Regions from separate parts of the Sus scrofa genome. Here all the other regions are linked to region 2. A link is a contact called in public HiChIP or PLAC-seq and promoter capture Hi-C data. All regions are on one chromosome and are shown on one strand. The core of a region is the stretch at or near the end of the contact, and the rest is flanking DNA. Distances in the headings are between cores, read along the strand shown.

Region 1 (3,579 bases), core at 512-3,011, 820 kb after region 2:
TGCTTTTAAGCTGTCGTGACCCTTTAGCATACATCTAAGTTATTCTGGATTTTTTTTTCCCCTTCAAGGATGCTTTTTTCCCAAAGCCCACTTAAGCTTCGTTTTCTCTCAATTTGATGTAGTCTATTTCCGGGACTATAAAATAAAGCGCAGGCATTAGGAATTCATCTTTGTGTTTAATGTTCTGGTCTCGCCTTAAACGAATTCATCCTTGATGGATGCAACAGATCCACCGGTGGGTCCTCTCTAACAATTCCTCATCTGCCTGGCCTCGCTGTAGGTATTGTTCGGACTTACCCCGCTATGGGCTTCATTACACTAGATCGCTTCCGTCTGAACTATAAATCAGAATTCAAGCTTGAGAGCGGCTGCCACGGTCCAAACATGTGGCTGGTGGGTGTCATTGTCTTTTTCCTCTTCCCCATTCAAACCCTTCCTTCCTTGTCCCCTAAAGCCATCTTATCTAAAGGTCCTATCCTTCCCCGCTTTTATCTCGCCCCCCCACCCCTTAACCTCCGGTCTAGTTCTTCCAGGTCAGCCCAGTCGGATACCACATTACTCTGTTTTTCCCGTGGCGGAGGCGGAGAGATGTCAGAACAGGCTGCACCTCTCGCAAACCCCTTCTCGAGACTGTCAACAAGGGAACAACTTCAGCCTAGCTTCCCAAAGTACCACGCCAAACGACAAAGTTATGGAAATTACAAGACAGAACCCTTCCCACGCCCAATCCTGCCAAATCAGCTCCACCTCAATTTTCCACGCCAATAAACAACAGCTCCTCTTGCTGCCGCCTCACAAAGGGTGAGAGCCTGTCCGCACCGCACGGTCGGCCGACACAACCTGCTCTTCCCGAGTCGAGCCCGAGCGCAGCCGCCGGCCCCGGGCCGAGCTAACTAACTGCCCTTCCTCCTCCACCCTGCCTCTGCCCCCCATCCAGCCGAGTTACTGTCAACTCCAGCCAGGCGGCCGGGGCTCGGCGAGGGCTCCCCGAGGTTAGCGGCGCCGGCTCAGGGCGAGCCCCCAGCGACCCCACCTCCCGCGCCGGCGCCCCCCCCATTCCCCCACCCCCATCCCCGGCCTCCTCCCCACTCACCTAACGCCACCTCGCACGCTTTGCGCAGTTGGGAGTGATGCGCCTTCTTCACTTCCTTGTCGGCCAAAATCTTCTCCAGGGCCCGGGTCAGGAACATGTTCTTCGTCTTCTTCCCCTCATACATGGACGCAGAGAAGGAGGCGGCGGCTCGTCCGACCCGCGGCTCCCAGCGGCTGGAGGGGAGGAGGAGGGGGAGGAAAAGCGGAGAGAAAGGAGAGGGGGTGGAGGTGGGGAAGAGGAGGCGTGGAGGGCAGCGGCAGGATCAGGAAGGGGCGGGCGGCCGAGGAGCGCGGAGGTCGTCACCGCCCCCAGAGGGGCCGCGCCCGTGGGACCTCCGCTTCTCCCCGCCCGGGGGTCGTTTGCCGGCCACCCCGCTCCACTTGTCCCTCCGGCCCGGGGGCGGCGAGGGAGCCCAGCTCGGCGGCCGTCAGCCGGAGGCCGAGGGACGAGGCGGCGGCTCAGAGGCCCGGCGAGAGCAGGGCTGCCCTGGCTACTGTGGGGATTAGCACCCGCCGTGGCCGCGGACTGGCCTCCATCACCGCCGACCTGCCCCGGCCGCCATGTTGGGAGGAAACGACGCGTCACGCAGCGGCCGAACGGCTGCAGAGGAGGAAGCGGCGGCGGCAGCGTCGGCTGCCCAGAGCTGCCGCGGCGCCGGGAGGCAGGGGGCGGAGGGCGGCGCGGGAGGAGCGGCTCGAGCCGCAGCGCTACGGCGGCCCGGCGGGGCCTCGCCGCCTCCCGCGTTTGCCTGCAGGGCGGCGTGGGGCGTGGCGGGCGTCCTGCGGCGCCACGCGGGGCGCTTCGGGCTCCTCACTGGGGCTGCGCCCTGGCACCCGGAACCCCCGGGGCCGAAGCTCCTACTGAATGAATGGGTCTCCCAGCTGCGCTGCATCCACGTATCGGAAGCATATGGAGAGCCCCCCGGTGGGCGCGCGGCCCCTTCCGCTCCAGGGGTCACGGAAACAGCCGTCCGGCCCAGGTTCAGCCGCGCGGTCTTCACCTGGCACTCTCGATTTTCAGTTTCCTTACCAGCTGCACGAAACTGCTGTCCAGGTCCGTGCCCGCCGACTACCTCAGGATTCTCTCTTGGGAAGACTAAAACCAATCTGACAAGGATTGGGGACTGTTTCACTTTTTCATTTCTGTAGGATAAAAATCGGTAAACTCTAGGTTTCAGATCTCTACTGAATTGAGATTAAAGTTAAGGGAACAGGTGAATGCTTCTGATTGATGAGTTCCCTTAGAGCTCTATGCCATTAATACTAAGATTCGGCTCAGGACAGGAAAACTAGTTTCAGAATGGAAAAGCTCTAAGTACAGATGTTACCGCAGACACACGTGTCTGCTTAAATACTAAAGAAGAATTCAGATGTCTACAATGTTTCATTCAGAACAGAAAATGATAAAGAATACCATTAAACTATATGCAAATAATTTACATGGTGATCTAGGTGCATATCTCCAAGTTCAAAGCTACTGTGTGGCTGTTATCAACCACACGCCCCAAACTGTTACACACTGTTAGACTGTGTCTCTCACAGTTCTGGTCTATTCGATCCTCTTGACTGTGGACTTGTCCTAATGCAACCATCCAAATTCAAAAATGGAGAGTCTGGGAGTTCGCGTCGTGGCTCAGTGAAAATGAACCTGATTAGCATCTATGAGGATGCTGGTTCAATCCCTGGCCTTGCTCAGTGGGTTAAGGATCCGCATTGCTGTGAGCTGTGGTGTAGGCCATCTCCTATTGATTGGACCCCTAGCCTGGGAACCTGTATATGCCGCCGGTATGGCCCTGATCTGGCATTGCTGTGGTTGTGTGGGCCAGCGGCTACAGCTCCAATTTGAGTGACAAGATTTGGGACAGTCTAAAAACCACGGGAAATAAAAATGGAAACCTTGAGAATGATCCTAATTAAAATGAACAAATTATTATTATTTTTTTTCATCTACACCTGAGGCATACAGAAGTTCCCTGGCGGGGGACTGAATCCGAGCCGCACCTGCAACCTCTGTCACAGCTGTGGCAATGCTGGATCCTCAACTCACCGTGCCATGGCAGGAACCCCTACATTAATTTTTCTAAACTTTCTTGTCCTGAGAAATCTGTAAATTCAACTAATTTTACTCTAAAGACTATTTCTAGATTCCTAGAATTTAAAGATTCAGTATACTAGATCAAATATAATACTAATTTCTAGGTACACTTGTAGATTATAAAGTTTTTTAGAACAAGCTCCATTCCAAATTTATCTTTTTTTCTTCATAATGCGGGTGTTCTGTCGCAGGTACTGTGGAAGATGCTGGTTGATCACCAAATCCATTTACTCTTCTTTCCTTTGCACAAACATAAATTGTGTTCCCTAGTCTGTCTTCCAGTTAAATGTAACCATCCAGATTTAGCTCAATAAAAAAAGAAAAAAAAAAATAGAGTTCCTGTCGTGACTCAGTGAAAACGAATCTGACCAGCATTCATAAGGACACAGGTT
Region 2 (3,659 bases), core at 596-3,095:
CTTTGTATCTATTGTCTGGAACATGATAGTCATTCAAATTTTTGTTAAATGAATGAATGAATGAATGAATGAATTAGAAGCTAAGTCGAGCCCAGAGCAGCCCTTTCAAGGTCCTTAATGTTCTCCTATGGCAAATCCCCAAGGCTTTAATATTCAAGGCAGTTACCTAATATGACCTTTGACCTAGCTTTGGCCCCAAAGAGTGATTGGTAAAAAAGAGTTGGTGTTGAATGTTAAGACAAAGGCTCAGAAAAACCGCAGCAAATCTTGAAAATGCTTTTGGAAAAGAGAAAAAATATTATAACCCAATTCCTGGGGCATAAAACATGCTCACTAAATGTTTAAAGAGTGAATAAACAAAGCAGAACTGAGGAAAAACAGTGAGCTCAAGAAGAGACGAAACTCAGGGGGGCAGATGTGATAGATGGGGCTGTAGCTAAAGCCCTCTTGAGCTCACCCTCAACTAAATCTATTCCAAACAGCGATATCTATATTCATGGGTTAATTCTCCAACTAATCCCTTCTTCAGTAATCCAATTAAGATAAAATAAAACCTGTAAACCACACAACCAGCAGTGCCTCCCAAACTTGACCATACTCATCACCTAGCTATCTTGTTAAAAATGAAGGTTCTAAATCTTTACATTTGGGGTGAGGCCAAAGAGTCTACATTTCTAAGGCCCAGGTCACCACACCACACTTTTCAAGTATCAAGAGCCTGTAAAACATTGCAGAGAATATTCATGTAGTCTTAAAGCCAGCGTTAAAATAAATCCTGCTCCCAGCTTCCCTAGTTGTAAAACCTTAGACGTCATTTTACCTCTCTGAGTCTTCTGTTGTCATCAGTGGAATATGATGAATTACAGTAACTAACACTTACTGAATGCTTACTATGTGCCAGTAACTAATGCTTCATATTTATTAACTTATAGGACTTATATTAAACAATCCGTCCAAAGCAGGTACAATAAACATGGATCTTATTCTAGGTCGTTTAATTCAAGAGCCTGGTGTTTAATCACTGTGTAAGATTGCCCTTCCAGCCACAGCTCCTCAAGCCATTACGAAGATTAAACAGTAATTGGTATTTAGCTCACCTTCAGAGCACTGATATCCAGACCCTAGAGTAAGCTCCCTTGGGGGCATATTAACTCATTTATCTTTATAGTGGCCCTAGGAGGTAGGTACTATTAGTACTTTCATCTTACGGGTTTTAAAATAGGGCCAAATAAGTTAAACAGTTGAAGTTCAAACACCAGCGCAGTCAAGATTGTAACCAAGGCGGTCTAACAGAAGAGCCAGTCGCTCTTTAGCCACTAGCCAGGAGAGGATGTGAGAGGATGTAGCCCGGGGCGGGGAAGACCAGGCATCGGGCGGCTGGGATGGGGTCACGGCCGTGCCCACTCAGAGCTGCCTATGGCTTCCAAAGCAAACCAAGTCTTCGTCTACACTTGGCTTTAAGTACATCCGTGGGAAGGACCTCTGTCGGCCCACACCCAGGGCCCCATGGGCTCTGGTGAAATATAATTTATCTGTTCCCAAGAAGAACTGACTTAGTAAGTATCTTGAGAACTGACTTAACTTAGTGTAACACAGTCGCTCCGAGACCCCCTTATTCTGGGGCCCCCAAAATTTTCACTGCCCCTCCCTCCCTCACGCCACTGCCTAGTGGAAGCCCCGGTGCCAGTCAAACCTTGGACTTCGTAGTGCGCGGGTTCCTCGCTCCTGCTCCGCCTACATCCGGGCTGGAGCCCAAGGGCCGTCTCTAACCCCATCTGTTCTCCAACACCGCCCTCTGCCGGCCCTTCTTCGGGTCGCCCGCGTTGTGAGCCTTTTCCGGCTGCTCCGGAAGTGGAGCTTTCTCTTCCGGGACGAGCGTCTGGGCGACTGCACGTGGCTGTGTTGCCTTGGCCTTTGCCGGCGCTACTGGAGAATTGATTGGAACTGTTACCCCGGAACAGCCGGAGCCATGGAGGGCCAGAGCGTGGAGGAGCTGTTGGCAAAGGCGGAGCGGGACGAGGCGGAAAAGCTGCAGCGCATCACCGTGCACAAGGAACTAGAGCTGGAGTTCGACCTGGGTAACCTGCTGGCCTCCGACCGGAACCCCCCGACCGGGCTGCGGCATGCGGGACCCACGAAGGAGGCCGAGCTGCGAGCCCTGGCGCGGGACAACACGCAGCTGCTCATCAACCAGCTCTGGCAGCTGCCCACCGAGCGCGTGGAGGAGACGCTGGTGGCGCGGCTGCCGGAGCCCACCACTCGACTGCCGCGCGAGAAGCCGGTGCCCCGGCCGCGCCCTCTTACACGCTGGCAGCAGTTTGCGCGTCTCAAGGGCATCCGTCCTAAGAAGAAGACCAACCTGGTGTGGGACGAGGTAAGCGGCCAGTGGCGCCGCCGCTGGGGCTACCAACGGGCCCGCGATGATACCAAGGAATGGTTGATTGAGGTGCCGAGCAATGCCGACCCCATGGAGGACCAGTTCGCCAAGCGTATTCAGGCCAAGAAGGAACGGGTAGCCAAGAACGAGCTGAACCGGCTGCGTAACCTGGCCCGCGCGCACAAGATGCAGCTGCCCAGCGCGGCCGGCATGCACCCTACCGGACATCAGAGTAAGGAAGAGCTGGGCCGCGCCATGCAGGTGGCCAAGGTCTCCACCGCCTCTGTAGGGCGCTTCCAGGAGCGCCTGCCCAAGGAGAAGGCGCCCCGGGGCTCTGGCAAGAAAAGGAAGTTTCAACCCCTTTTTGGGGACTTTGCAGCTGAGAAGAAGAGCCAGTTGGAGATGTTGCGAGTAATGAACAGCAAAAAGCCTCAGCTGGACGTGACCAGAGCCACCAATAAGCAGATGAGGGAGGAGGACCAGGAAGAAGCGGCTAAGAGGAGGAAAATGAGCCAGAAGGGCAAAAGAAAGGGAGGCCGACAGGGTCCTGGGGGTAAGAGGAAAGGTGGCCCACCCAGCCAGGGAGGGAAGAGGAAAGGGGGCGTGGGAAGCAAGATGAATTCCGGGCCGCCGGGCTTGGGTGGCAAGAGAAAAGGAGGGCAACACCAAGGAGGAAAGAGGAGGAAGTAAATTTCAGCCTCGGACTTGTTTGTAAACCAAGAACTGTACTTAATGTTGACATCTAGGCACTGTAGGGGGACACCAAAGATGTGGCCCCTGCCTTCACTGAGCTTGAAGTTAAAGGGACAGCCTTGCCCTCCTCTGAAAATAGTATGTAAATATTGCACAGGACAAATTAATGTTATTTCCCACAACCAAAACTTTGGCTGAAGATTAAAGGATGTATTTAAGGCTATACGAATTAGGGAAAGAATTTGGTCGAAATTAGGAGTGAGTTCTGTTTTTAAACAGACTTTTTTTTTCCTTGTAAACTTTGTATGTGGTGTGAGGGAGGTCATATTTCAAAGACTTTTAGCATTGTTTTGATAACAAGCTTCTGTATTTATCAAAGTGGGGGAACAAAAAGATTACAAGGTTACATTTTCAGAACTGTTGTAAAGGCCATTTAATAAAGGTATGTCTGGATCTAATATTGCTTTCAAATTTTGTAAGTTTTAAGTAAAGCCAGTGACCTGGATACGTGTTACAGATTATTTTCATTTACTTTCTAGAAGATATCCACCAGCTAACTTATGACGTTAGCAAGACCGCTTTATTAGGA
Region 3 (3,946 bases), core at 285-2,784, 550 kb after region 2:
CCTACCTTTGCATCCTTGCACTACCATGTCCTAGCTGTGACCTTGAGACATTCACTTAATTCTGTGCCTGTTTCCTTATCTATAAATAGGGATATTTCACAGGGCTGTTGCTAGGAGGAAATGAAGTAAATGAAATAATGTATATAAGGTACTTAGCCTAGTGCCTGACACATACTAAAACTTTTTAAATGCTAGCTGTTGTTAGCATTATCAACCTATCTTTTACAGAACTCTCAAAGAAGTCTGTTGAGGGCTGTGGCTTCTTTCTGTGGTATCAGCCTCAAAATGGAAAATGTAGCCTTATCTTTAGTTCTGCTATGATCACTGTTTAAGTTTTTCATCTGTGGTTGTGACTAAACTACTGTTGAATAAAATTACATTTTGGTCTCACTGATGTGGCTCAAGACAGCTAGGTTGTATATAACTAGAGATACAATCACACAGCGAGGCTAATAGTTTCCAAATATTTAATAGGCTCTATCAACCTAAAATGCACAGCCTGCTATAGAAAGAGCAGGTGAGGCAAACCAACTCAGTGCTCAGTCCTTAGTAAGTACTCAATAAACATTGCTGAATCTGAATAATGACAATTAAAGCTTGCCTTGTGGGACAGATGAAGCATGGTTTTTGTTGTTGACCACCGCTTTCCCATCTATCTCTCTGTTAGAGACGGTGCTCTTTTAACTCTATCTCTAACAATATCTGCTCTCAGGAAAGGATAAATGCTGTGGGAAAGAATCCTCGATCTGTCATCACTCTCAGGGACACAGCTGTTTTGCTAAATGGCAAAGAACTCTATTGATTTAATTTGTAGCTTATGTGAACTTGCTAACATTTTGGGAGACTAAGTAGAACCTCGCGGTGTTTCTAAAATAATTACCAGCAATCGAAAAACAATTACAGATCTAAACGATGGCTTTTAATTAAAGACCGTTGGGCTGGCTCAATTTCTGAAGACAGCTACAGTCTCCAGTCTAAGATCTGCTGCAAGTCCCAACAAAGTGTATACCGACACAGGATTCAAGGCAGAGTGTGTAGCATACGTGACGGTATGGGTGTTGAGGAGTAAAAGCCCAAATCACCGCTTGCCGTTTTCCTTTTCCATTCTCCCGAGGCAAACGGGTTAAAGAGACAGAAAGGGGAGTCAAGCGAGCCCCAAAGGAGGGACTTACGCTCAACTTGCGCGGATAAAAAGGCAAAGCAAAAATTCTCAGACGCTTACTCTTCCTCTTCCCTGCACAAGAAAAGACAAGCCCAGTCCCCGCTTCAGCTCCCACCCCTACTGGGTCTCTTAAACTCCCGCCACCCTTCCCTCCCCAGCATTTCGCCAGGGACCTCCTCACTCCTTAGTCCAGGGTTTCGCCGCCAGGATTTCTTGCTGCTGTTTTTTGTCGTATTTGTAGATTTCATCGATACTCTGGGCTTCCTGCATGTTGTTGGCTAATTCCCACGTTTTCTGGGCCATACCACTCCCAGAAGCCGCCATCGCAGAGGATTCGGAGAAGTTGTTGCCCCTACAACCAAGACGCAACTTCAACCTCGCTAGGTTTCCGGGTGTGGGCTTCAGACCCACCCCACCGCAGGTGCAAACTGGTACTAGACTCTCGAGGCAGCCATGACACCTAGAACCGGAGGTGAAGTTGGTACCGACCATTCGAGGATGGCGGGGGTCCTTCCGGAACGCGACGGTGTAAACAGCAGTTACACAATAGTTAGAGACAGAGGAATCTCCTTGTGGATTAAATGAAGACATATTATCTTGGAAAATTATATGTGTGAATTAAGACAAAAACAGCGTTTATGTAAGGAATGGTATAGCCTTCCGCACCGGAAGAAGGGCATGTAACGTTATGCCAGAAAACGAATTGACCTTCCTTGTTCGTACTGCGCAGGCTCGGCCTCCGCCATATTAAAAATAGATCCTTAAACGGGGATGGGAGAAAGAATTGTTTTTATGTAGGTGCAGGTACTTTAAATGCAGTAAGTTTGTTGAAAGACTTAAAAAAAAAAAAGGATGTCTGGAAAAATTGAGATAAATAGTTCTGAATGCTGGCTTTGAGAGAATACATGACATCCTAGTTTACTTTCAGATGAATCACCGCACATGTGTAAAATCCTATGGGCTCGTGGTTGGGCACTAAGCTTCTCTTGGGCGTTCTCTAGCGATCATATGAAGCTGTGGAAACTCGTGGATGGCTACGGTCATGCCTTGGTGTGTTTGTAAAAATTAACATCTCTAGGCGCTATTAATGTCCCGAAAATGTCCAGTACCCAGTTGCTATAATAGTTTACAGTTTAATCTTCTGCATTGCTCTGTGGAACTAACTCTGCTCCGAGACTGAATTAATCTAGGGGGAGTATTGGTTGTCATCCAAGAGTTCAAACGGTATTTAATTATTTCATTATTTGCTTGTTTTAGTTATTCTCCCCCCCCCCCCGCATTAGATTCTAAGTTCCAAAACACAGGGACCAGGTGTGCTCCTTGTTGTATCCTCAATGTCTACCATAGATGTTCAATTTTTTTCCCCCTGGGGGAAAAGGGGAGGGGGGGCATCACAATTCACCTCTCCAGTTTCATCTTTCTTTAGTTACCCTGAAACTTTGCATAAGGTGGCTAGCATTGCCTGAAAAGCTCTCCCCTGACTTTTCGGACTGGGAGTTTAAACTTACATTTAAAAACACAGCTCAGAGCTCTCTGCCACGCAATCCTTCTTAACTTTTCTCTCTCCAGTAATCCTTCTGCCGTGTCTCTAAATGCCTGTAGGTGCTTGCATAACTGTTACAGTGCAAGGAAATAATGTATTTGTTTACCTGGAAGTTTTTCTTTTCACTCTCAGTTTCAGAGTGCAGGGCACTTGGTTCTGAGCTGTATCCTCCACTCCTAGAAAGCTGTGTGACATTTAGTTAAGACAACATTAGTATTATGGAATCCACAACTCCGCCTGTGGTTTTGACATTAAATTCCATTTGAAGAAAATTTATCTTTCAAGCCCTCGTACAAACTAACAAGATAAAGGTCACTTAGTTCCACTGTCCCGGGAATCTAGATATCTCTTTTCTAGTGGTAGCATATGGCCACTAAGTTTTGGGGTGTACTGCATATGTTGAAATTAATAATAGAAGCCTAGGACAAAACGTTGACCACATTCCTGGGAGAACGATAATGCCCTGGAAAGGTGTGCCAACAAGTTTTCTCTCACTACCAACCTTATCCACTCCCCCACCCCACCCCTAGGCTTTGACCCTTAGGCCGACTGGAGGAGACAGAATCAATTTCGCTTTGGGAAGGGGCTCCTACAGTTTAATAGTACTCAGGCGGAGCGGGGGAACCAGGTGGCTGAGTACCCCTCCAGGTGCAGGCGAGCCCTGCGAATTGCCGGGCGTGTATGCGGCCTCCGGGGCGACAGGGGGCGCCCCCACCGCGTGGCCTTGCCCCGCGGCCATAGTGGGGGCGGGGCCGCGTTTGGCCGTTGGCAAAAGGCGGGCGGAGGGTTCGGCCCGAGAGGCGGAGCCCGGGCCGGGCGGCCTGTGCCCCTGTTCCCGCGCTGGGCGACCGCCGCCACTGCTTCGCAGCGTGAAGAGCTTCACCGGAGCGCTGTGCGACTTCCCGGACGAGCGCCTGCTTTCCTGAGTAAGCGAGCGTCGGCCGGGGGTGGGAGCGGGCCGGGCAGGGTGTGGCCGGAGTGGGGGGCGTCCCGGGGCTGGGTTCGAGGCCCCGGGGCGAGGGCAGGGGCTCCCTGGGGCGGAGGTCTCGCGGCGGCCAGCTTGGTGTCGGTGCCGCGGTTACCGGGCTTGGGGACAGGGGTTCTCTGGCGACTGAGGTCTCGCGGCCGCCGGGCTAGGGGCGGTGCCCGAGTTACGGCGCTGCAGTTTTGCGGCTACAGGGCGGGGGGCCGGGTCGGGGTCTCGCGGCAGCCTGGTTAGGGGGCGGTGCCTGGTTTCCCGG
Region 4 (3,787 bases), core at 1,125-3,624, 690 kb before region 2:
CTATTCTCCAGAAAAGTTATTACAAGTTATTTGTGGGGAAGAAGGTAATAGAGCAGAAATGGCCTTCCCATGTATTAAAATATATGAAGATAAAGAGTAAAGTAGTAGTGGATGTGGGGGGCGGTGGTTGAGAAGGACTTCTCCCAGGAAAGCTGTTTATACATTTCATCTAAGAAAGCAGGCTCTGGTGGAGTCAGACCCAGGCTCTACCACTTGATAAATGATTTCAGGCAGATCACTTAATCTCTTTATCTCAGTTTCTTCATCTGTAAAATGGGGTTAATCAGAGCAGCTATCAAGTGGTATGGGGTGTCCAAAGAAATAATACACAAAAGGCTGAGGGCACTTGGCACATGTTAAATGTTTAATAAACAATGGCTGTAAGTTACAGGGAGCCAAAACTCAATGAAAAAGAGTAAGGCTATTCAATTAATGATACGAGAATAACTTCTAAGCAATTTAAAACCAATCTAAGGATCTTTAATTCATAACACATGGGGGGGTTCATATCCCAGACAAAATATTTTAAAAGTTAAATTTTCGAAGTTTGCAAGAAAGCGCAAAATAAAGGACTCAGAGAAAAAAAGTTTTAACAGGATATTATTTGGGAGGTAGTCTTCTCAAAATAAAATATCATTACTTCAGCCATTTTAAAAAGGATTTAAAAAACAAAAAGCAACAGACTGAAAACATTGAGATTTCTTGATTAAAGGGTTTGCCTCTTAGATGCCTCTATTATCAACACTCTGTTTACAAACCAACTTAAGCATGGGCTAATGTCCTGTCACCATTACAAATCCCATACAAAAATGAAATCTGCAGAGCCAACCACTGGCCCAGAGGGCCAGGAACCAGGCTAGTGATAGCCTTTGGCACACAACAGTGGCCTTGCAATTGGAGAGCTCCACCTCATCTATAGAGTACTTACAGGACTACTCAGTGGGAATGTTTCTGAAAAAGTTATAGCCTTTCCCATTCCTTTAAGATGAACAAAAGCCACGAGTTAAAACTTCCAATCTCATCATCCCACTGACAAGGAAGAAGTTCCAATTAGGATCCACCCAGGAAAAAGTAGGGAATAACACAAAGTTTTACACTGTCTTTGTTTAGTTCAATTGAGACAAATCATTTTAAGTAAATACATGAACCTCAAACTTTAACAAACATTCTTGTTGCCTGTGGAATATTGTTACAAAAGCCAATTCTGATTCAGTAGGTGGGGTGAGGACTGAGATTCTGTAGTTCCAACAAGCTCCCAGGTGAAATCTATGCTGCTAGTCAGAGACCCACACTTTGAGAAGCTGAGTCAGTAATAGATGTATGTGAGGCACCTGTCATGAAACACCTGATTTTGTTTCAGCCAAATTTACCATTCACCTCAAAGGATTATTTAGCTCTCACAGAGCTTCAGAAAATACACATAACGTAAATCCACATTCAATTAAGCGAGTTTTGTAAAAAAATAAGTAAGCATTAACATCAGATCTGGCTTTCCCTTTCCTAGCAACCAACTGTAACTCTTTGAGAAGGTGGGTTACCTCCTCTGAGCCTTACTTTCTTCTCATAACAATACTGAGTAGTTGTCAGGATCCAAGAAAATTAGAACTTGGGATATTGATAAGCGTACCAGCAATTACTAAACAAGAACAATGCCTGATCCTATAGGCACTTCTATTCGGCCAGGTGTCGCGGGAAGCTGTGCACTGCCCTAACCCACCAAGACACTAGCACGAAAGGAGATGCAAGAACGCCTCCAAAAACAGTTTTTAAAATAGAAATGTGAACGCTGATCTCTCTTGAATGAAGCCAAACACAACGATGTCCTTCAGCTCTCAGAAGACAGGTAGGTGCACAAAACCAAAAGAAAGTTACCAAAGAAAAACCTGGAGAGATAGATGAAGAAGTGAGATGACAGCCATTAGTAATGCTGGGGTTCCTAAAAATCGGACTGCAGGGGACGGTGAGAAAGTGAACAGAGATAACATTTTAACGGGACCCATGGAAGTCGGGCGCTTTAAGAGCCTAATGGGACTCACAGCTGGGTCTTGGCAAGAGGCGGGCAGAGACCCCCCTCCCGCCCCCGCCGCCCGCCCAGCCCAGGCTGATTCGCCCATGGGTGCAGGGGACGCTTTCTGCGGCCTTCCTGGCTCCACCGCTTTGTCTGCAGTCTCTGGACTCTACTTACCGCTTCAGGGTTCTAAGAATCCAGAGCCTGCCTCACCATCAGGGACACACCAACGGATGAGGTAGAGGTATCCGGGAGGCACAGAGCAGCTCCCTCCTTCCAAGACGGCCTCAGCGTGGGAAGACTACCACACCGACTCCAGGAGCCAAAGAGCGAGGGCGCTGGCGGGGAAAGGCTCTACGGACTCTCTCCCATGACCCAGTCACCTCCGCCGGTTCTGCACTCCTATTGGCTTATACCGTCCCAAAGCAAGAACAAGAAATCCAATCGACAAAGGCTTTCTTAGGAAAAAGCGTTCATTGGTGAGCAAGGGAAAGGCCCGAAGTGTTGAACGGGAGGGTCCAATGAGAACCCGAGAACAGTGGATTGGCCCAAACGACTTTCCGTCCATAAATCTCTAAACGCTGAACGATGATACCAGCTAAGAAAGAGTCACACATCTCCGACTACAATTCCCACCGTTCTGGTGCTGGAGCAGCCTCTCCGCGCCTTAGCTCAGAAATTCAAATTGAAAGTTTCCACTCTAGCAACTCTCTCAGGACGAAGCAGTTTTGTGATATTTCATTAGCTTCTGTGAGTTGTAATTCAGAATCTTAAATTTTTTTTTTTTTGCGTTTTTGCTAAGAACATTAGCACCATCTTCCTAGTAGCTCAAAGGTTGCAGGGGTGTTTTTTTTTTTTTTGGTGTTGTTATTTTAAAAAGAAACTTATTTTGGAATTTGGGGGGTAAGGAAGAGGTTTCTGATGAGAGAATGTTCTCAAATTCGTGAAGAATTTTTTTTTTTTTTTGTCTTTTTGTTTTTTGCCATTTCTTGGGCCGCTTCCACGGCATATGGAGGTTCCCAAGCTAGGGGTCGAATTGGAGCTGTAGCTGCCGGCCTACGCCACAGCCACAGCAACGTGGGATCCGAGCCGCGTCTGCAACCTACACCACAGCTCACGGCAACGCCGGAGCCTTAACCCACCGAGCAAGGCCAGGGATCGAACCCACAACCTCATGGTTCTTAGTCGGATTCGTTAAGCACTGAGCCACGCCGGGAACTCCTTTGAAGAAGTATTTTTAAAACAGTGTCTTGTATTAAGTTTATCAAAGCAAAGTTTAAATACTTGTCTGAGAGTAATGCTTCCCTTGCCCTCGGTAACCTCACTGAATAGATTCTGGATTCTCTTTCATAGGTTGGTTTTTTTTTTTTTTTTTTTTTTTTTTTTTTGGTCTTTTATGCCTTTTTAGAGCCGCCTCCCGCGGCATATGGAGGTTCCCAGGCTAGGGGTCTTGTCGACGCTGTAGCCGCCGGGCTACGCCAGAGCCACAGAAACGTGGAGTCCGAGCCCACTGAGCAAGGGCAGGGATCGAATCCGCAACCTCATGGTTCCTAGTCGGATTGGTTAACCACTGTGCCACGTGGGGAACATCTTTCATAGGTTGATTCTGCACCATAACCTCATATAGTTAAGTCAGAAGGAATTTGAGAGCCCTCTGATGGAAAAAGAGTGTGAGAGAGAATATCCCAACTTGTATTCTCTGCTAATTTCTCCAGTACTTCGTCCTAAGTGAATTTGAAAACCAGGGAGTTCCCATCGTGGAACATAAGTTAAGAATCC
Region 5 (3,617 bases), core at 370-2,869, 520 kb after region 2:
GGCTCCTCTTGCTAGGATAGCTCCATCTCTATCCTAGCCAGTTTAGAGCTGCCATACATGCGCTCTGGCAATCCATTTCAGTAGACCGCTTGTCTTTCATAGTTTGGGGCTCCTACCGGCTAGATGCAGGGGACGCTTCCAGATCGAGTTTTTGTATATTTCCCTTAGCCCCCAATTCAGTGGCTTCCGGATGCTAACAAATCTCGCATCCTAAGCGTTGTGGGTACCCTTCCACCAGTGTCTTCTTCGTCTACAGTTATTTCCCAGCCTTGCCTGATTCTAGGCCTTTGTTTAAAATAGAGATTTTCAGACTTTCTGGAAATTCTAGATGTTTGGAGATAAGACTTGTGAATCTGTATTTTAACAAGTGCCCTGTGAGAGCCTTACTAAGTTTGAGAAACGTGGCCCTAGGGCTTCCTCATTTCCCACACTTCTTCCCCGTAAGGCATCTCACCATTAGCAGGATGAGCCGGGTCAGTGATTCGGGTTTGGTCAATTTCGCAAGTGCCAAGCTCCTCCGCAGCCCCGGTTGCTGGGCGACCAGACAGACGCTTAGAGTCCGCCGCGGGCTCACGGGAAATCTCGCGAGGTCACTGGAAGAGCTCTCCTGTGGCTTTCAGCGGGCGGAGCAGTCTATGACGTGGCAGCGGGGGCTGGTGGTAGCCCCTAGGTAGGGTTCGAGTGGAGGTCAGTTAGCTTGATGCGGCTGTAAATCATCGGTTGCATTAGCGTCTTAGTGGACCAGCCGGGTGCCAGAATGATTGTTGGCAGGCCATCATTTTCCCCTACTAGATTATCCTTGCCATCAGCTTTGACAGTTTCAGTGCCTAGTTACCACGTTTCGCAATAAACGACCGGGAAGTGAATTGTTTGAATAAAAGTGCAGTCCATACTTTACCTCTCCTCGCATAAAATCCAAACTCCTTAGGTCGATGTTGCATTACATTTATAATAACCAGGCTCATTGCTTGCCTCTGTGCTCCAGAGTTTCCAATCTGGCACCTGGCTCGGTATGCCCTGTTCTAAAAAAAAAAAAAAATTTACCCTCACCTCCTCTCTCAAGGTAACAATAGAAGATAACTTTCCTCCTAAATTCTTAATTTCCTTTATAATATTAAAGGATTCACCTTGGAATTAGTGCATTTCCCCCCTGAAGTTTCCATAAATAATCCTTTTTTGCCCTCCAAACAACTGGGATATGCTTCTTTAGCATAACAGTTAACACAATGCTATATGTTTGTTACTTCCTCATATCTGCAATAAGATGGTAAATTCTCTGAGGGCAGGATTATTTCTTTAACCTCACTAGTCCCAGGACCTGGCAAAGTGCCTTTTACTTAAACAGTCACTGTGTTTTGAAATGCATAATTTACAGAAGAAGGAGATGAAGGAGAAGAACAATAGAACAAGGAATTGACACTTACAGTGGAAAGACTGGCCCTCATTAGGGATATGGTAAAGTGAGCAATCTAGATCAAGGGACTGTACAAGCTGGAAAACAGTAATGGCTGTGATCTTTAGCGTGGGGACATGCTGGAAAAGTCATTGCTATTTCTTGAACATAGAAATGTCAGAGTAGGAGTTCCCGTCGTGGCTTAGTGGTTAACGAATCCGACTAGGAACCATGAGGTTGCGGGTTCAATCCCTGGCCTTGCTCAATGGGTTAAGGATCTGGCATTGCCCTGAGCTGTGGTGTAGGTTGCAGACGCGGCTCGGATCTGGCGTTGCTGTGGCTCGGGCGTAGGCCAGTGGCTAAAGCTCCGATTAGACCCCTAGACTGGGAACCTCCATATGCTGCAGCAGTGGCCCAAGAAATGGCAAAAAGACAAAAAAAGCAATGTGAGAGTAGAAGATTGTTGGAATTACAAGGTGGCTTTGAGCTCATGTGAACAGTCCAACTTGCCATTTTACAGATGAGGAAATTCCTAAGCCTAGAGAAAGCAAAGAAATATGTTGAAGGTGACACCTGAGGTGGCAGGAGAGAATTTACCCCTGGGCTCCTAATTTCAAGCATATCTTCGTACATCTCACTGACTGTTACAGTAAGATTAAGCTAGAAAAAGGGACCAGGGGTTGGGGACAGATGAATCCTAAACACTTTCCGGACATTTTTCAGTTGTGAAGCAGTGTTGATCTGGATTAGGGTGAAGGCAAAGAAAGTGAAAAGAAATGAACAAATTTAGGAAGCATCCTGAAGCATGATTTAATAAAACGATAGTGGATAGGTTAAAGGGAGAGAGAAGTTGAAGATAATTCCTAGGTGTTAGATAGGATAAAGGGATGATACTGGAGAAAAAGGAGAGTGTGGCAAGTAATTTGAGGGGAAGTGGATGAATTTCGTTTACATATGTTAAATGTGAGGTGGGGTAGGTTTGATAGTTTCCAGAATGGAACTGATCATTGAAACTGTGGGGTCACGAATGGGGGTGAGGGAGAAGGTGAGGAAAGAGAAAGAGCAAGTCAGCTATGCCAGCTGGTTTGAATGGAAGAGGGAAGCAAAGCTAGTTAAGATGTCAGAGAGTATCAGAAGTGAGTTTTGTTCTGAGAAGAACAAATACCAATTCAATGATTAAGAAACCAATAAATCAGATTCAGACACTGGGGAAAGAAGTTCAGGAGGAGGGTACCTAATGGAATAAACAGCTACAGAAGGATATGAAGAAATAAAAGAATGATGAAAATAATATGGCTGAAACACTACAGCAAAAATCAGATGCCTTTCTTACCTATTTTATAGGCCATTCATTTGGGAACAATAGATTCAGCAATATATGCAGGGCTGTCGTATTGTTTTGTGTAGCCCTCATGTAACTTGCTGCTAGCATTACAGAAATATGTTTAGCAATGCCTCATTGGAAACCAGTTGCTCCATTAATCTTTATAATAGTTTCATATGTCATTATAAAAGGAGTATGATCCATTTGTGTTATCATTTTTAAAAAATGATAACATTATTTCTGAAAGTCCACTTTGGATTCTACGCTTTATAGAATTGAAAATCTCTTTGTGACTGCTAGTATTTTCATAGTTTAAAATGGTTGAATCACTCATTGTTTTTTTTTTAATGTAACAAGTTTAATAGACAGTATTTTCTCATTAAGACGTGAAACGTAATTCCTGTCTAGTGACACACAGTGTTAAACAATCATCTGTGTACTTTGCAATGTAGCAGAAAATTGGCAGACTACAAGAAATACTTTTCTTCAGTGCCACGTTTATAAGGTCTGCATAAAATGCTCAAAGATTTACACACTTTGACAGGTGATGAGAAATTTGTATTTGTAGAAAAAAAAGTTGTGAATAATTTTAAAAGACACTCTTGGAAGAATGTGCTAAAGAACACATTCTCTAAGGTCTTTAATAGAATTTCCAAGTAACTTTAGACAGAAGCACACTTTTTATTTAGAATATTGTTCTATGTATCTGTCAATTAATATATTTCCTGACCATTAGTGTATATACTCACAGAAAACACTTTAATGATTACTTTCATTGAGAAAAGGGCCCAGACATGTGTATCATCACAGAACTCTATGCGATGATCATTTATTGGGGTTAGCTCTTCCTTTTGGTTTTGATCTTGAGATTTATAAATATAAGTAAGTATGGTAGGCAGA
Region 6 (3,852 bases), core at 1,126-3,625, 570 kb before region 2:
CACACCCATGTCCTCATGGATGCTTGTCAGGCTCATTAACCTCTGAGCCACAACAGGAACTCCTAAATGTTTTTAAACACGTAACTTCATACTATTTATTTATTTATTTTGTCTTTTTGCTATTTCTTGGGCCGCTCCCGCAGCATATGGAGGGTCCCAGGCTAGGGGTCGAATAGGAGCTGTAGCCACCGGCCTACGCCAGAGCTACAGCAACGCGGGATCCGAGCCGCATCTGCAACCTACACCACAGCTCACGGCAACGCCGGATCGTTAACCCACTGAGCAAGGGCAGGGACCGAACCAGCAACCTCGTGGTTCCTAGTTGGATTCGTTCACCACTGTGCCACGACGGGAACTCCCATACTATTTATTTTAACAAAGACAGATTTATTCTTCATGATAGCATAACTCATCCTGAAGGCCACTGTATACACACTGTAGAAATAAATGCACATATTTAAAGATTTCAAAATATGCATACAATGTCATTACTTTAAAATAAACCTGACATTCCAAACTTAATTACAAATCAAAGAAACAAATGATCTATCTACTCATAATCTAAAATTAGATCAATGTTAACATGAGAATAAGCTGTATAACTAATATTCTTTCCCTTAAGCAATTCCTATAACTTTAGCTTGCAGAATTCAATATTCACTTTGACAGGATTTAATAAAACAGTCAATAAAAAACTTTTTTTTAAAGAGTATGCTTATTATTGTTATAGGCCAGGCATTTCCATCCTTCAGGGATGGGATATGTGATACATGGGAGTCCTCTTATGCTTAAACGTAGGACTTGAACATAGCTCCACATTCACTGGATTCTGAATTCCCTTATTAGTGAGCTGAGATAAAAAGAAGGAAGAGAAAACACACAAGGTCTTAATGTACAAGGTACAAAATAAAGCTCAAAGCTAAATCTCCAATTTCTCCATTTTTCCAAAGGACAAGTAGAATTAAACAACCATTAAATTGTATTAAGGTTAAGGTCCAATCCCTATAGGTTCCCTAATTTATGCTTTAAGGTTAGGGAAGATATCTAGGAGATTTGAGCCAAAGAAGAAACAAAACCCAGCAGTTTGTCAAATGCAGACATTTCACAATCACCTGGAACACTAGGTACGTTTTTGAAAATACACACAGTCAGGAAGAATGCTCTGCTTTCTAATTTGGTTCAGCACAGCAGTACTCATCTCTATAAGCCCTACTTGGCAAGGGGATTGTTACAGGAATGAGGCAGGAACATTCATGATGAAAAAGACAGGGGAAAGGACATGAGATTCTTTCCTGTGACATCTCCGTGAACTATTACAGAAATATTTCTGAAACAACCAGATATGATTTCAAGATAAATGAATGACCGAGAACAAACTAAACATTTAATAGAAATTCCAGACAAATATGACAAGTCTATTTGTAGACCTCAGTAGAGGCTGGTATGTTCACATCTGAATGAGAGACTAAATTACAAATGATGGATAGCCGCCTTAGCAGATTAGAAAAATGAAGCCTAAAAAAAAAAAAAAAAAATACACTTGTAAATAAGAAAGGAATGACCAGGCAGTACAGTATGAAAGATAAGAAGAAAAACAATAGAGCAAAGAAAAACTCATGGCTGAGGAAAATGACAAGCAACAATGTCTATTCTTAGAAAAGCAATAAAACGCCTCCTGAATATAACAGGATCTGCCCTTGGGTGGGAGTTACCATATATTAAAGACTAAGATAATTTGAGACAATAAAATCAGTATGACCTAAGGTTTTAAACTCAAAATAAACATCGAAACAGATGTTCTTTCTGATCATGTAACTAAGTAAGAAACAAGGATCCAAGTCTAACACAGTCCTGTTAGGAAGGTGAGAAAAACCCCAAATCAAATGCACATGAGGATCTAAGGCAAAACTAGAAAAAGTCTTGTTTGCTTTCATAGTGGGTCATTATGATAAAGACAACATGAGACATTTGATTCAACAGAAGGGCTGAATCTGGTTTACAACGAATACAGATCATACTTAGAGAAATACAAATGGAACCCCACTGGCAGAAGATATACAGTTTTAGTGACTTTTTTTTTTCAGTTTTAGTGATTTTAATGCAACAAGAATATATTCATTCTCTACAATGAGCCTGAGGCTGACAGAAATGAGGGACAAAAAGATGAGTAAGGCTAAAAGCCTTTTATGCTACAATGTAAATATTCTGAAAGGTTCCTGCGCAGCCTTAGTATGGGGTGGAACAATGTGCTAAAATGAAGAAAAAGCTCAAGATAATGGGCAAAACACATTTACATAGAATGGAACATTACCATGTAGCAGGAGTAAAAGAAAATGGAAAACTGCATTTGCGTAGATATGAAAAAAAAAATACTCCTATTATATCTTGTCCAATATTGGCAGAGAGACCATAGTCTCTGCTTCCAGTCTGGATGACGTCAATGAGCTCTGGTGAATTCCATGAAAAGAAGGAACTGTCAAGCTGGCAGCTTCCATTACTATTTAATAATCATGCCAGAATCTTTCAAAGGAACATACAAGATGTTCTAAGTGTATGTGTGGAGAAGAATTATAATAATTCATTTACGTTTAAAGGTATTAGAATTTGCTATTATGTAGGCTAGAAAAATGTGTAACTAAAAGAATAATTTATTAAATTTAGGGACATTAAATTTAGAGCAAAGAATGATGAATTTTGACAAAAAGTCAATATAGAATCCATTTCAACAGATCTAACTAATTTAAGAGTCAAAATACTTTATTTCAAGAGACCAGGTGTATGGCCAATTGGACAGAGAAAAATCTTTGTTTGTTAAGACCATTTGGGGCTCTTAATTCAGCCTGCAGAAAGCTGGTTATCAAAGCCAACATACTCAAAAGGAGCAAATTGCATGAGGGAGGCTCCAGGTTCTCCGTCCACTGAGCTAAGTGAAAGCAGGAACTTGAGAAAAGCCTGGGGAGTGACATTCAAAGGAGCCACATCAGGGGGACATGGCTCTGGGCACTTCTCAGTTCAAACCACTCAGCTGTCAGCCTTTTGCCAGCCCTCTGCTCTCTCTAATCAATCAGCCTGTCTCTCCTCAGCCTTCCTTCCTCCCATATCTTTTCATCCCAATTTTTTAGCGTATACATCTAAGTTGCCTCAAACTTAGAATTTTCACAACATGAGGTCAGTAGACTAAATAGGTTAAAACTAGTTGGAAGAAGGACATTAAGAATCAGTTTATTGGAGTTCCCATCATGGCTCAGAAGAAATGAATCTGACTAGCATCCATGAGGATGCAGGTTTGATTCCTGGCCTTGCTCAGTGGGTTAAGGATCTGGCGTTGCTGTGAGCTGTGATGTAGGCAGAAGATGAAGCTCGGATCTGGCATTGCTGTGGCTGTGGCACAGGCCATAGGCTGCAGCTCCAATTCAACCCCTAGCCTGGGAACCTCCATATGCCACGGGTACGGTCCTAAAAAGACCAAAAAGAAAAAAAAAAGAAGAAGAACCAGTTTATTAAATGCTGAAGGACTGGAAATCTGTTCCATAGTGGGAACAGTTCCTAGATAGGGCAAGTCTGAGGGTTAGAGATCCTTTAAAATTGGGATGAATGCTGAAGTTTTTCAGAAGGTGTCAAAGAAATGTTAATGCTAACACTGAAGTTTAAGCATTTGTCAGAAACTAATCATCTGACTACTGAGAAAGTAGACCAACTCTTTAAAAAAAGGTATATAAAACGATGGCATGCTTAGAAGAACTAGCTACTTTATCTGCTAGTACTTCTATAGCTCTCAGCACCGTAACAGCATACCAGGTACAGCTTTGGGGGACAGACAAGGGACAACAGGTTAAATAAGAATCAATCTTA

Evidence for each region. Promoter capture Hi-C pulls out the DNA fragments that hold promoters and counts their contacts. HiChIP or PLAC-seq counts read pairs in DNA pulled down with a chosen protein or histone mark.
Region 1: a contact with region 2 is called in a promoter capture Hi-C map of fetal liver, with 2.6 times the contacts expected there. The contact joins the promoter of ARFGEF1 here to the promoter of RRS1 in region 2. A contact is called at or near these places in 1 of 5 promoter capture datasets (fetal liver), 1 of 47 Hi-C or Micro-C datasets (embryonic fibroblasts) and 1 of 2 datasets of contacts at active chromatin or transcription factors (alveolar macrophages).
Region 3: an H3K27ac HiChIP or PLAC-seq map of alveolar macrophages shows a contact between it and region 2. The contact joins the promoter of COPS5 here to the promoter of RRS1 in region 2. A contact is called at or near these places in 2 of 5 promoter capture datasets (fetal liver and liver), 6 of 47 Hi-C or Micro-C datasets (alveolar macrophages, embryonic fibroblasts, epiblast stem cells and 3 more) and 2 of 2 datasets of contacts at active chromatin or transcription factors (alveolar macrophages and skeletal muscle).
Region 4: a contact with region 2 is called in a promoter capture Hi-C map of fetal liver, with 4 times the contacts expected there. The contact joins the promoter of ARMC1 here to the promoter of RRS1 in region 2. A contact is called at or near these places in 2 of 5 promoter capture datasets (fetal liver and liver), 1 of 47 Hi-C or Micro-C datasets (embryonic fibroblasts) and 1 of 2 datasets of contacts at active chromatin or transcription factors (skeletal muscle).
Region 5: a contact with region 2 is called in an H3K27ac HiChIP or PLAC-seq map of alveolar macrophages. The contact joins the promoter of PPP1R42 here to the promoter of RRS1 in region 2. A contact is called at or near these places in 1 of 5 promoter capture datasets (fetal liver), 1 of 47 Hi-C or Micro-C datasets (embryonic fibroblasts) and 1 of 2 datasets of contacts at active chromatin or transcription factors (alveolar macrophages).
Region 6: an H3K27ac HiChIP or PLAC-seq map of skeletal muscle shows a contact between it and region 2, with 4 times the contacts expected there. The contact joins the enhancer-like site here to the promoter of RRS1 in region 2. A contact is called at or near these places in 1 of 5 promoter capture datasets (liver), 8 of 47 Hi-C or Micro-C datasets (alveolar macrophages, embryonic fibroblasts, epiblast stem cells and 3 more) and 1 of 2 datasets of contacts at active chromatin or transcription factors (skeletal muscle).

What each region holds. Positions count from the first base shown.
Region 1 is chr4:67,463,699-67,467,277 of Sscrofa11.1, reverse strand. ARFGEF1 (brefeldin A-inhibited guanine nucleotide-exchange protein 1) reads right to left here and starts at 1,761. Exons shown (of 39, transcript XM_001928010.7): 1 at 1,094-1,761. The coding sequence starts at 1,217.
Region 2 is chr4:68,286,399-68,290,057 of Sscrofa11.1, reverse strand. RRS1 (ribosome biogenesis regulatory protein homolog) reads left to right here and starts at 1,845. Exons shown (of 1, transcript XM_003125604.4): 1 at 1,845-3,659. The coding sequence starts at 1,970. The coding sequence ends at 3,067. The region is part of intron 1 of LOC110260284 (a long non-coding RNA gene); the gene reads right to left.
Region 3 is chr4:67,738,404-67,742,349 of Sscrofa11.1, reverse strand. COPS5 (COP9 signalosome subunit 5) reads right to left here and starts at 1,534. Exons shown (of 8, transcript NM_001105300.1): 1 at 1,344-1,534. The coding sequence starts at 1,486. All of the region lies in intron 3 of CSPP1 (centrosome and spindle pole-associated protein 1), which reads left to right.
Region 4 is chr4:68,981,630-68,985,416 of Sscrofa11.1, reverse strand. ARMC1 (armadillo repeat containing 1) reads right to left here and starts at 2,374. Exons shown (of 7, transcript NM_001190196.1): 1 at 2,186-2,374.
Region 5 is chr4:67,769,757-67,773,373 of Sscrofa11.1, reverse strand. It overlaps PPP1R42 (protein phosphatase 1 regulatory subunit 42), which reads right to left and starts at 1,619. Exons shown (of 9, transcript XM_005663043.3): 1 at 455-1,619. All of the region lies in intron 3 of CSPP1 (centrosome and spindle pole-associated protein 1), which reads left to right.
Region 6 is chr4:68,860,259-68,864,110 of Sscrofa11.1, reverse strand. All of the region lies in intron 3 of PDE7A (high affinity cAMP-specific 3',5'-cyclic phosphodiesterase 7A), which reads right to left. Among named protein-coding and RNA genes, the nearest start is that of PDE7A, 84 kb to the right of the region's middle. Within about 2 kb of position 2,375, at least 4 of the 83 cell types and tissues checked have an H3K27ac peak or open chromatin away from gene starts, as enhancers often do. A contact at or near this core is called in skeletal muscle, where this site is marked.